Regions from separate parts of the Mus musculus genome. Here all the other regions are linked to region 3. Evidence: chromatin contacts called from public Hi-C and HiChIP or PLAC-seq data. All regions are on one chromosome and are shown on one strand. Each heading gives the region's core, a stretch centred on a gene start, on an enhancer-like site or on the middle of the called end of the contact. The rest is flanking DNA. Distances are from core to core; before and after follow the strand shown. Region 1 has its middle 14 kb from the start of Gm30958. Region 2 has its middle 37 kb from the start of Dazl. Region 3 overlaps Tbc1d5 (TBC1 domain family, member 5).

What was found. Hi-C and Micro-C count contacts between places; a contact is called where the count stands out from the background. HiChIP or PLAC-seq counts read pairs in DNA pulled down with a chosen protein or histone mark.
Region 1: a contact with region 3 is called in a Hi-C map of bone marrow-derived macrophages, with 16 read pairs. The contact joins two enhancer-like sites. A contact is called at or near these places in 9 of 484 Hi-C or Micro-C datasets (the AML12 cell line, CD8 T cells, the HPC-7 cell line and 4 more), 1 of 115 datasets of contacts at active chromatin or transcription factors (embryonic stem cells) and 1 of 9 other capture datasets (embryonic stem cells).
Region 2: an H3K4me3 HiChIP or PLAC-seq map of bone marrow-derived macrophages shows a contact between it and region 3, with 11 times the contacts expected there. The contact joins two enhancer-like sites. A contact is called at or near these places in 3 of 15 datasets of contacts at CTCF or cohesin (large pre-B cells, pro-B cells and stem cell-derived epiblast-like cells), 13 of 484 Hi-C or Micro-C datasets (the Ba/F3 cell line, CD4 T cells, Th2 cells and 8 more), 10 of 115 datasets of contacts at active chromatin or transcription factors (Th17 cells, acute myeloid leukemia, bone marrow-derived dendritic cells and 7 more) and 1 of 9 other capture datasets (embryonic stem cells).

What each region holds. Positions count from the first base shown.
Region 1 is chr17:50,366,927-50,371,018 of GRCm38.p6, forward strand. No RefSeq gene overlaps it. Among named protein-coding and RNA genes, the nearest start is that of Gm30958, 14 kb to the right of the region's middle. Within about 2 kb of position 2,500, at least 37 of the 459 cell types and tissues checked have an H3K27ac peak or open chromatin away from gene starts, as enhancers often do. A contact at or near this core is called in bone marrow-derived macrophages, where this site is marked.
Region 2 is chr17:50,328,404-50,332,524 of GRCm38.p6, forward strand. No RefSeq gene overlaps it. Among named protein-coding and RNA genes, the nearest start is that of Dazl, 37 kb to the left of the region's middle. Within about 2 kb of position 1,973, at least 82 of the 459 cell types and tissues checked have an H3K27ac peak or open chromatin away from gene starts, as enhancers often do. A contact at or near this core is called in bone marrow-derived macrophages, where this site is marked.
Region 3 is chr17:50,794,333-50,798,539 of GRCm38.p6, forward strand. All of the region lies in intron 17 of Tbc1d5 (TBC1 domain family, member 5), which reads right to left. Among named protein-coding and RNA genes, the nearest start is that of Gm41598, 5.6 kb to the left of the region's middle. Within about 2 kb of position 1,334, at least 8 of the 459 cell types and tissues checked have an H3K27ac peak or open chromatin away from gene starts, as enhancers often do. A contact at or near this core is called in bone marrow-derived macrophages, where this site is marked.

The DNA of each region.
Region 1 (4,092 bases), core at 1,250-3,749, 430 kb before region 3:
TGGGAAGGTAGAGACTGAGACCAGCTGCCCATCGCTCCAGTGGCTTCACCCAGTTACTATCACCTACTCCCAGTGCCCTTACCACAGCTGCTGGGTGGATGAATAAACACTACCCTGAAAACACAAACAAACACAAACAAAATGAACAAAAATACCTGGAGTTTTGTTAGCAAAGAAGAAGGATTCTGCTAACAGCCTAAGTCCATGCAAGAGTAATGGCTAGATTTATATATTTACCACCCAGTAACCTGACTTTTAGGGATTTGTTTTGAAACAACAGGGTCACATATAACCCTGGCAGATCTCATGGGTAACCTTGAGTTTCTGATCCCTCTGCCTCTTCCCCTGGGATTTCAGCCACAGCTGATTTTAGAGTTCCTAGGTTTTAGGGCAGTTTAGGCAAACATCCTATCAACTGAGCTATACCCTAGACCGCCACGGACATCTTAAATGGGAATTCAATGGCAGTTCAGAAAAACAGCGAGGGTGACTAAAGCTGCTTTGTAATTTTTCTTCTGGGCTGTTGGGGCCAGCATGCTAGAGGCTCGAACTTCTTTAGAAACCCACACTGTCATTTCGATACTACATGGCAACAGATCCCTGTCTGGGCAGGCAAACTGGCTTGTGCTGGGGGGCTACAGTGTGCAAGCAGTAGGACACAGGCTCACTGTATTAATTAGGGTTCTCTAAAGTAACAGAATCATGGAATGATTCTCTATTATCTATCTCTCTACCACATATATGCATTTATATATGTATACACACGCATATATATACATACATACATATATCATATGTATATGTGTTATTATATACATATGCAACTATCTATGCATATATTATACATACTTTATATGCATATTATTATACATATGCATTATATATACTTATACATATATGTATATATTATGTACATCTGTATATTATATATGTAATACATGTAGATATATGTAATATATGTGGATATATTACATATATATGATTTATCAGAATTACTTACAGGCTACAGTCCAGCTAATCCAACAATGGCTGACTGTGCATGGCATGTCCAAGAATGCAGTTGTTGCTCGGTCCACAAGGCTGGCTGTCTTCTCATATCTGCTCTTCAGTGTACCCTGGAATCCTGAAGAAGTAGGTTCCAATGCCAGGGAAGGAATGGATGTGCTAGCAAGGTGAGGGCAAGCAGGCAAAGAGCAGACACCTCCTCCTACAATGTCCTAATATCGACTTCCAGCAGAAGGTATGGCATAGGTTAAATGTCTTCCCACCTCAAGATCCAGATTAAAGACGTAAGTCTTCCTACCTCAAAGGTCCAGACTAGAAGTGGATTCACCCACTTTGAACCAAGCAAAAAATCTCTCATAGGTGTACCCTCCATTTCTGGATTATGCTTCACCCTGGATGTAGTCAAGTTGACAACCAATAACAGCCCTCGTGCTCACCAAAGCAGAAGGCTCAAGGAACCCCACGCCAGCCTCAGCTCATTAAACACACGGAGGGGGGCTCACTACTTGACCAGACCCTATGCTATGTAGTCCATAGTACAGAGAGGCAGTAAGAAGTTAGTTCCCTGAGAGCCTTCCCCATCTCTGGCTAGTTAAGACCTTGGGCAATATTACCTCTCTGTGGCTCAGCTTACAGGTGAAACGGGACTGACAACAGCATCAACACACAAAGACTTTTGTAAAGACGAGCCAGCCACTGGATGATAGTAAAGACCAAGGGCTGGGCCCTGGCAGGTGCTTCTCAGGCACCAAGTTCTGCCTTTGTTATTCCTGGAAGCTCCTGAGAAACATGCGAGAGGACATGACTCCAGGGGGCAGTCAGTCATCATTTCTTAAATTGAATTTTTTTAATATTTAAAGTACTTTATTTAACTGTCTGGTTAGTATTCAATCCACAGTGGTGCCTGGTATTGTCACTTTAGGAAGTTTGAGTCTTAATTATGTCTTATAGGAAGAAAGGCATTAGCGCTGTAAAGATACTTGACACTTTAAGAAACTCCAGAATCCAACTATTACTAATGCCGATACTCACACAGGGTAGTATTGTATAAATATTGTATAAATATTGGAAACTTAAGCTGATTAACCTCTAGCACTTGGTCAAATAGGAAGATAGGACTAAATTTTACAAAAAGATTCCCTGGGGGGATTAAGAGGTGTCCTTAGGCAAGTTTGGGAAACCCAGGGTCAAGTTAAGTGGATTGAGGCTATCTGTCCCACATCCTTGCTGTCCTCAGAGCTTCCTGTTAACTTGCAGTGTAAACCTCCTTTCTGAGGGGTGATTGCTGTCTAGACCCAAGGGCCTTGCAGCACAGCCTCAGAGGTCCACCTTTCTAGCTGGATGCCTTTCCAATCCCTAGCCCAGCCCATTCAGATCCCTTCATGATATCCTGGAGATCGGCACTGGAGTTTGCTATGGACAGAGTGGTGTAGTTCCGGTCCCTGTGCAGTGACTTAAAACATGTCACGTGGGGCTGCAGCTGGGACTGTTCTCTTCGCCTATCTGGAACCAGCTGGTGAGTTTTCATATGTCCTCATGTGACCCATCTGGATGCTGCCTGACACTAGAGTTTGCAAAATTTCCCAAGGTGGAAAACCACTAGCCACTGGGCTGGGAGGAACCCTTGTCTGGGGCCCGTGACAACCTGGGTTAGGAAGTCAAAGGCCAGGCCCTGAAGTGTGTGCAGGGAGACAAAGAAGGGGGACTGACACCAGCTCAGCTAAGGCTGTGTAGAGACAGGACAAGGGAAGCACTGTGAGTCTGAGAGGACTCAGAAAGGGAACTGAGGACAAGGTGACCATGGCGACTGGAGCTACACATAATGTGTTCTTCCTCCCACACCAAACCATATACCAGAAACATATGGGAAGCTCAAAACCAAAGCAAGATTCTTGCTTTGAGTTGATGCAAGCAGAACCCAGGAAGTGGGAGAACCCCACCACATCAGGGTTGGGTCTCTCCAAGGATGCAGCTGGAGGATCAGCTCCAAGAATCTGTGAATGATAGCTAAACGGTACTCTCTCTCCCGAAAGATCTTGTTTTGAATTTGGCTCAGTTGGTGCCATTGTGTGCCCTGTTTCCTTCCACTGTAACAAACTTTATGGGCTGTGACATCATGTCTCTCAAATCCTGTAACTACTGGAGCCAGTGAGAGGGGAAGGGATCTACGAGCCACTGTACTTGGAGGCTTAGCTTCCCTGCAGCAGGAGTATGGATGGTTACCAGACATCCAGTAGGGCAGTTCTCTTCCCATGTAGACATTGTAGCCCTAAGTGAGCCCTAGATGTCTCTAAGCCAAGAGGGACACATCTGTTTAAGCAGTCCTACAGTCCTCACTGTATGACTGGGAAACATTAGTTGTTGACCACTGGGCATTGTTCACATGAGCTTGGGCCCAGCTTCAATGTACTTCTCAGGGCAGTTGCTGCACTAGAATGCAGTCACTAGCCCAGAGGGTTCCAACTCATGTGTTTGTGACACTGTGACAGGCAAGAAACAATATTTATCTATGTTCAGGTCTTATATTGTTTTAGTAGAAGATTTAAATTTATATATTGAGAATATGAGCGGCATCAATATAAAAATACAATGTATTATTCATTATCTGTCCATTTATTTCTTTCAGTCATTCATTCAATCATTCTGGCATTGAAATCTATGCCAAGCAATGTGGTAAACACAGGGAATGAAACAGTGAATAGATTGGCCATGACCCCTGCACATTAATCAGACAGCTAAGCAAACACAAATAAAATACATAAATGTCAAATGTAGTGAATGCTACTCAGGTTTAGAAGATTAATAATTAACATTCCCCTTATCTTGTACCTCCAGCAGCTCCCTCAGTTTAAAAATAGCTGAGAGATTGGCACAGGAATTAAAAAGATGGGAAGAACCATATAGCTTTCATGACTGACAAGAATGTACCATAGGGATGGTTCTTGGAGCTTTGAAGCTTGGACCATGGGTCAGTAGACAGTTGTAGACCAGCAACTTGTTCAGGAAGGGCTCTCTTCCAAATCCAGGGGGGATAAGGGATGGCTCCTCTCTACTAAGGGTGAAACAAGAGTTCCAAGTGTTCTGTTC
Region 2 (4,121 bases), core at 723-3,222, 470 kb before region 3:
AGCCACTCTCCTTTTCTCCCACTGGCTTTAGAGCAGCAGCAAGTACTGGCCTGTGTTCTACCTCACACATTTGCAAGGCAAGAAAACTCAGCCAAGCGCCAGAGCTAATTAGCAGAGTTCGTTTACTGTGGTCCTTACACAGGGGAAGAAAGCACTTGAGATTAGGTCACTACATGAGTGTAATTTGTCATGAGTGTTCGAGACAAAATGGTTTATTTAGCAATACTAATAGTGGCTTGCTTCAGATAACACATAAACTGAGTGTGTAGAATACTTTTATTTTGTTCTTAAAGATTTATTTTATACGTATGACTGTTTGTCGGCAGCTATGTATGTTTAGGCCAGAAGAGAGTGTGGTGTCAGAACCCCTGGGGCTGGAGTTACAAATGGGAATGAACTAATTCAGGTCCTCTGCAAGAGCAAGTACTCTTAACTGCCCATGAACCATTTAGTCAGCTCCGCAGTCTCGCTTGGGCTGTTTCTATGAGAATTTCCAATGTAAATATTGGGACTTTCATGTAAGCTCAAGACTGCAAAAGGCTTTACAGCTTTCTACGTAAACAATATGATTTTGATTCCAGAATCTGAGCTAGGTTGTCGTTTTTTAATTTTTATTTGTACAGAGGCACTCTATCCTTGAACATTTTTTTCCCTTGCTCCTCTGGGCATGCATTCCTACCCAGGCTGAGTTTTCCCCTAAGAAAGGGCCTATGTGGTTTTTGTCTCTCCAAGTTATGATCAGGGAGGACCAAGGACCACACTGTTTAGTTTCCCTCTACGGCATTTTATCAGTAAATGTCTGTACTCTGGAATAAATTTCGGATGAGCAAGCCAAAGTGGACTAAGTAATGTGAGTCCGGGTGAGGTGAGGTGAGGTGAGGTGATGCTGTTGACTTAACAGAACACCTGAGGGGTTGTTCTGCTACTGATAGGCATTGGTTCTCTGGGTGCCAAGACTGTATCACGGAACGGCTCCAGGAATAGTCGGGCACTGAGGCTACCAGATCTTATTTGCCATGGTTAATCCTGACTGTCAACTCAATCAGATTGAGAGATGTCTAGAAGATCTGTAAAGAATACTCCTAGGGGAGCTCTGGAGATGTTTCTAGAAAGAAATAACTAAGGCAGGGATGACCCCTCTCGGGTCTGTGTCAGCATCCCAGTCGCCAGGCCCAGGATAGAATAGAAGGGGAGACTGCTGGAGGAGGGCTTCCTCAGTCTGTTTCCTGGCTGCCCCCACCTTTTGAAGCCTGTAGCATCCCTGAAAATGCTGAATGTCTCCTTATACCTACCATGCTATCCAGGAAGTTCTCTGTGATTGAAATAAAAATTTCAGTCCATCTTCTCTTGCTTTACTACAGGATTCTTCACTCATCCCTCAAGGCATGGCTTAGATTTTTCTGTCATTGTGATTGTTTTCTAAATCCCCCTCCCCCATCCTGACCATTCTGGCCGGTAGTAACTGCTACCTCCCCCTCCCTGGGCTTTCAAAGCCTACTGCTTCCCTTCCACACAACTTGCCACACAACTTCACTGTGCCAGGTGGTCTCATGAAAGTTTCTTGTGCTGTCTGAAGCTTTCGGCTGCATCATCTGTAGAATGTAAACACAACCAGTCCCACCTCATAGGGTCACTGTAAAAAACGCCACGGCACTTGGCGGCATGTGGTGAAGTATACATTTACTACTAACACTCGAGGCAGGGGCAGGGACAGGGACAGAGGCAGGGGCAGGGACAGAGACAGGAGCAGGGGCAGAGGGAGTCTCCGTCACGAGTTCCAGGCCAGCCAGCCAGGGCTATGTAATGAGATCCTGTCTCAGAGAGCAAGGAAGAGTGAGAGAGAGAGACAGAGAGACAGACAGAGAGAGACAGAGAGGGAGAAAGGGAACTTTCTAAGTCCTTGCTTAGCACAGTGCTGGGAACACAGTAAGGACTCAAAATCAGTGGTAGCCACTGTCACTGCTATAGTAATCATCACAATTATTCATCATATGGAACCACGGCTTGGCAATATTAGCTGTGAGAACTGAAGTCTGTCTCTCTTTGCTCTACTTCCTTTTTTGACATTTGCTTACTCATTTATTGTGTCACTTATAAAAGATGATTATGACCTTGTGTGACCAAATGTAGCTGCTTTCTCATTCAGGTATATGTATGCTGTATGGAGGTTGTAATTATTTGTTTTTTTTTTTTTTTTTTTTTTGATGAAGGTACTGAAAGGTCTGAAGAACCACAGCTCTGACTCTCATTGACTTTTTTGAATTAGGACAAAGCAACAGCCAACTCTGATCCCTGTAAAGAGCATTAGTGAGGCAGAACTGGGCCTCATTCCATTGTTCCACAGACATTTGCAAATGATCGTAGAGATAAGTCTGGTGAATCAGTTGGGTGAGGTAGAAAGAATAAAGGGCTCAGTTCAAGCCTTGACAGTGATCTTTAACTCTAAGCCTCAAGTGCCCTCTCAGCAAAATGGGAGCACTAGTAGCTCCCACAGCTCAGGACTGTTACAGAGATGAAATCATACTATGCATAGAAAGAACACACGTGTTTATGGTACATTGCTGGTAGTCAGTAACTATCCAAACACATCTTGATGCAGGAGTTGGAAGGGTCTCAGATGATGTTGATCAGGGTCTCTAGACACAGAGCCTGAAAAAGAAAAAAAATATTTTTGTTTTGTTGTTGTTTTTTGTGAAAGTGACTTACTGAAGGAATATAACTTTTAAGAATAGCTCATAGGAAAACATAGCAAGGGAGAAGCCAAAGAACTTTGAGAAATGGTAGATTCTACCCTCAGTCTGACTCATGAGGGCCCAAGGGCATCCACAGAGCAGAGCACTTCCCCCACTTCCCCCACCCAGGCAGAGGCTGGCTCTTTTAAGTCTCCTATCAGTCACTCTGCAGATTGACTAGTGAATAGATAGATTCTTTAGCTTGAGCTCAGATAACATGAAAGGAAACAGGAGCTTGCAAGAGCAAAAAAAAAAAAAAAACCAAAAAAAACCAAAACCAAAACCAAAAAAACCAAACAAGTTGGGGAGAGGATGTTGGGATGGGAGCTGAAGACTTACAGAGTTTACCACACAGCCAATGGGAGCCGCTGAACTCTCATGAGTGGGGGCTGTAACTTGATAATGGGTGAGCCAGGTGCCTCGATGATCCTTTTATGGCATCTCTTTGTTGTCAGGCTGAAGATCACATTTTCTGCCCTGACCTTCAACCAGCTACTTTAATTGGAGCCCAATCCTGCCCCATCTCTTCAGGCTCAGTGTACCCTGGTGGTAGTATTGCACAGATGCCCAGCAGAGCCATCTGGGCTGCGCCTGTCCACCCCCCAGCCCCACCCATACTCACACACTTTAGGATCTTGGGAAAGCTGCTCCTTGTTTGCAAGGCAGTCATTAAAGACTAGATGGGACTGATAATTTTTATGGCCTGAAAAGACGGTAGGAGTTAACGGCAAAAGGGAGCCTTATCCACACAATGGCAGGGCCGTGCACAGGAGCATATTTCCACCCAGGGCCAGGATGTGCTTGCGGTCTGTTTCCTGTGTGTGGATGACAGTGTCACCAGCCAGCTTCCTGCTTCTGTTAGCACGCCATGCCTTACCCGACATTACGGACTCTGGAGCCTCAAGCCAGATCAGCTCGTTTTTCCTTGCCTTGCTTTTGTCCGTACCATCTTATCACAGCGACAGAAAAGTAACCTAGAAACTGATACCAGCGCGGCAGGGAACATGATTTCTGTGTTTTGGAGGGATGTAGAAGATTCTGGAACTTTGGAGTAAAAAAAAAAAAATGTTGAATGTTATAAGCAGAGCTTTGTGGGTGTTCTGGTAGGAGCCTGGAAGACAGTAATGAGGTCAGAGAGAGAGTCCAGCTCTAGAGGGTTCAGAGGGATACAAGGATTCTACCAACAAGTAGGCTGGTAAAGACTCTGGCTACCTTCTGCCCATGTCCCAAGAACGCGGCTGAGGGTAAATGAAAATGTGATAGGCTGATTTTATTGGCAGAGGAGATCTCAGGCAGTGTGATGTTGAGTCTGTGGAATGCTTATAACCAGTTACTCTCATACAGCCCTATAATGAAAAGTTGCAACAAATGAGGCAGAAAGAAGTGGGG
Region 3 (4,207 bases), core at 84-2,583:
ATGTCTGGATATAGTCTATCCTTTTTTCATTCCCTTTTCCTTTCAACACACAAAGCAAATGGCTGTGTCCCTTGGACTCTAGGACAATGGAAGTTATTTGTCAAGCATCTCTTAGGAGTCTCTGCTGGCAAATGTCTTGGAAGGAAGGTCAGAGAATGAAGAAATAGTATTATGCTCCTGTAATGTCCTACAGATAATATTTTTGTGGTTTTCTTTCCTCAAAAAACCCCAATGAGATGAACAGGTGCTACAGTGAGTGAGCTGAGGGAAACAGTGGCTTATCTAGTTCAGGGGATGCAGAGCATCTCCTGTTCCCTCTGCCCCAGGTTCATCTCACGGTGGCTGGAACCTTCTCTATCGGACTGACAAACTCTCTGTCAGAGTGTGGGGGCAAAGGGAATTCTAAACACATTCAGACAAAGGGCCAGTTCTGACTGAGTTGTCTTAGAGCCCTACAGCAAGAGTAACATCCAAGAAGGCAGGGACACTGGGGAACCCTGGCGCCAACAAAACAGTGTGCCCTGCAGCAGGCACACTGGCTTGTTCCATAATTACTGTTGAATATAAAATCTTGATAAAAGAAAAATGATGGAGAGTATTTTAATATAAATAGGATTAGTTTATTATATGCATATGAATATTTTAAATTAAGCCAAACATGATATGAGGTTTAATTACTATTTTATTATTCTCATTTTAGCTTGAATTTGAATGAAAGAATCTTGAATTCTAAACTTCCATGTAACATAAATATTCTCATTATAATGTATTTCAACTAAAAGGTGCAAAGAAAAAGATTAATGATTGTAATCTTAAATATTTATGTCTTAAAATCCCATGGGAAGTACTGAAAATGGATAAGCTTTTACTTCTTAAGCTAAACTAATGGGTAATATTAAAATGCTAGTTTTTGACTGTAAACTGTTATGACTCACTATTTATGGTGGTTACATTGTACACTGGTTAAATCGTATGGCAAAAATTTTAATATGAAGGCAATACTTAAAATATTTCAAAATCAGGTTGTGAAAAAGACAAGTGGTAATTTTTTAGGTGGAATATGGGTAGTTAAAACACAGAAACAGATCTTACAACAAATTCGTCAAATATTGTTACAAACAATTCATCCAGTAACAAAAGTCCTTCCTTGTGTCAGCCATCCTACAGAACATAACGTTGCAAATGACCTCAAACATAGGTTGAATCATATTTGGCAAAGAAAAAGAGTTTTCACTGTGAACAGAAAATCCACAAGGCCTGATGCCACCAAAGTAGGCCCTAAGAGTGAACTTTTGTTTTACACAACAGTGCCACTTAGTGGCCAAACTATGGTAGTGGACCAGTGTGCTGAATGGAGAGTAGGGCCAGTAACTGGGTTTGGGAGAGAGTTGTGACACTGTAAGTGGCCAGAATGGGGTGGGGCAGTACATGCCAACAAATGAGAGAAGAGGGAGGGAGGGAAGGAGAGAGGGAGGGAGGGAGGGAGGAGAGAGAGAGAGACAGAGAGACAGAGACAGAGAGAGACAGAGGATGGATAAATAGATGACAGACGGGTGATTAGACAGATGGTAGACAGGGAGGTGGCAACTGTACCTTGGAGGTCAGTTAGAGCCTGGACAGGAACAGAAACCTGAGCATCGCTTCCTGTAACTACGTCGCCTAGATTTCATAAGAAAAAATAATTAGATATGATAAAGGAAAATAGACAACCTTTTGCCTTTCATACTCAATATTATAATATTTTATCGAATTATTAAAATTTATAGAACAGAAAATACAGTGGAAACTTAGATAAACATCTGACGTGTCTTTAAAGTAAGCAATGTCTTTAAAACGATGTTTCCAGTGGAGAGTTTGTGTCTGTTTTTACTAAGGAAAAGTTCACAAGTTCCTACTATAAGTTTCTACTATACTGTGGATTGGAAACCTCAGTATAAAAGTATAAAGGACTTCTCTGAGGAGATTTTTATGGCATTACAAATATTAGTATGTTTTAAAATATATCTTCTAAAAAAGACTTATTCATATGGAAGTTATATAACACTTATTAACAGGCATATTTTTTCAAAACTGATTTCTTCCAATGTAAAAAAAAATATTTTTAAACTAAACTTTAAAGGAAATTCATAGGAAAGACCTAAGCAAGCTCTAATTTCATGTTACCTAGTGAAAATATTTCAAACTTACCACATGTATTTTCAAATGCATCTGTGAACTACATCCCTTTATTATAGGCAATTATTAAATTGAAACCATAGTAAATGCTTATAATAAAGCAGTGTTCCAAAAAAAAAAAAAAAGAAAGAAAGAAAGAAAGAAAGAACCAGATGGGCATATAGAAAAGAAAACCGAGCTGGGAGAGCAGGTCTTAGTGACCCAGAAGGAAGAGTAGGAGAGGAGAGGAGAGCCACCCAGACACTGCCGTCCCTCCAGCTCTTCTGTTTCTGGGGCAGCAGTGTTCAACAATTACCAGTCACAGCCGTCAGACTAACCCCTAGAGACGGCAGTGTCGAAGGCTATTTCGTGGTTACTAAATAGAAGAAAGCAAGTCTTTTAAAAGTCTCCAGGATTCCTGTGTACAGCCTATGACTTTGTAGGCTTGCTTCTTCTTCAGCTTTTATATAATACATGCATATGACAACTATGTATTCATTTTACTAATATATATATAAAGTACTAATTAATATACTATAAATAATATGATTAACATATATAATAATATACAGGATCTCACACACACACATTTTGGTAAAAATCGATTTTAAACGAGATAGCATCCCTCAGTGTTCTGGCCACTTAATGTACTCTGATTTGTAGCGCGGCCACACTGTGTCATTACTGCATTCCTATCAACTAACAGGACAGAGAAATGTTCTCCTATAACCAAAATAAAATTGTGAAAGGGACCACATCCCACAGAAAGGCTTTGGGTAGAAAGAAAATGGTCACAACCTAAGTTTCCATAATAACATTTCCTAAATTGATAAATGGTAGGCTCAATTTCTGAACATTTTCAAGTCTATACCAGTTACCCGTTTTGCTATATAGATTTCTCATTTTAATATTTAAGGTAACGATTACTAAGAAGATGAGGGAACAGCAGCTCTGCTGATTTTCTTTTCCTCAGCGGACACATAAAGTCCACCATGAACGTTAAGTTACACATGCCTGCATCTGGGTGACAGAACCTCCCCTTAGAAATACAAATCACTATAACCTAGGAAACACATTTCCGTCTTTGCAAACAACCTTTGAACTTTCCCTCGGAGTCCCCTGAGAAGGCTGTCACTCGGTGGAGGGCTCTCTAGAACAGGAGCCTGCAGGCAGGCTGCGGTGGCTGGAGCTGTCAGTGAGGACACAGGGTCTGCAAGAATCCAGCACCAAGGCCAGAGTTGGAGGCACTCTCTTTATTCAACATCAAATGAAGGATACATCTGTCACCGTAAGCAGCACAGGTTTCCTGAGTCCGCAGGTTCCTAGGCATCAGCTCAGAGAGCTTGTTTAGGTGTGAAAACCATCAGAGCTCCAGGCATGGTTTAGGTTTTACAGTAAGGGAGGAAGATCATCAAGTAAGAAGCTCCAGCTCCATAAATGGCTCTTTTGGCCTTTACTTTATTTGATCTTTTATGTAAGTAGGAACACTAGCAGGAATTCTTGTTGTTAATATAAGTTTTTGTTGTTATTTTGGGGGGGGGTGTTGGTGGGAGTTCACATGAGAAGAATGAACCAGAAACAAACTAAAAGAGCTATAAAACAACAAACAAGGGCAATTTCTTTTAGGATAGGGATCAGTTTCAGAATGCTCTGTGATGCTCAGGCTCCACTGTGGTGCTGAAGTGCTCCGCTGCCTCCTTATAGCTGGGGAATCAGTCTTCAGCGATTGTTCCATCTTCATGCGCTTCCTTTCTCACTTACTGTGATATTAATACTTGACATTTCCTCAGAGATACAACTTTATATTCTATAGTCATTTGGCTTGGTTTCTCAGAAAATTTAAACTAAAGCATTAAGAGATTCTCTGACTCATTTGCCTGCCATCAGTTAGAATTACAACAGACTAAAGCTTGTTATCAAAGCAATATTGAAATCATATTTGTTTAGAACAATAAAACAGTACAATTAAGAGATATATAAAATAACATTCATTTCCATTCTGGAAGTGGGCATGTCTCCTGGCATTAAGATACATTTCAACATGTTAATGACT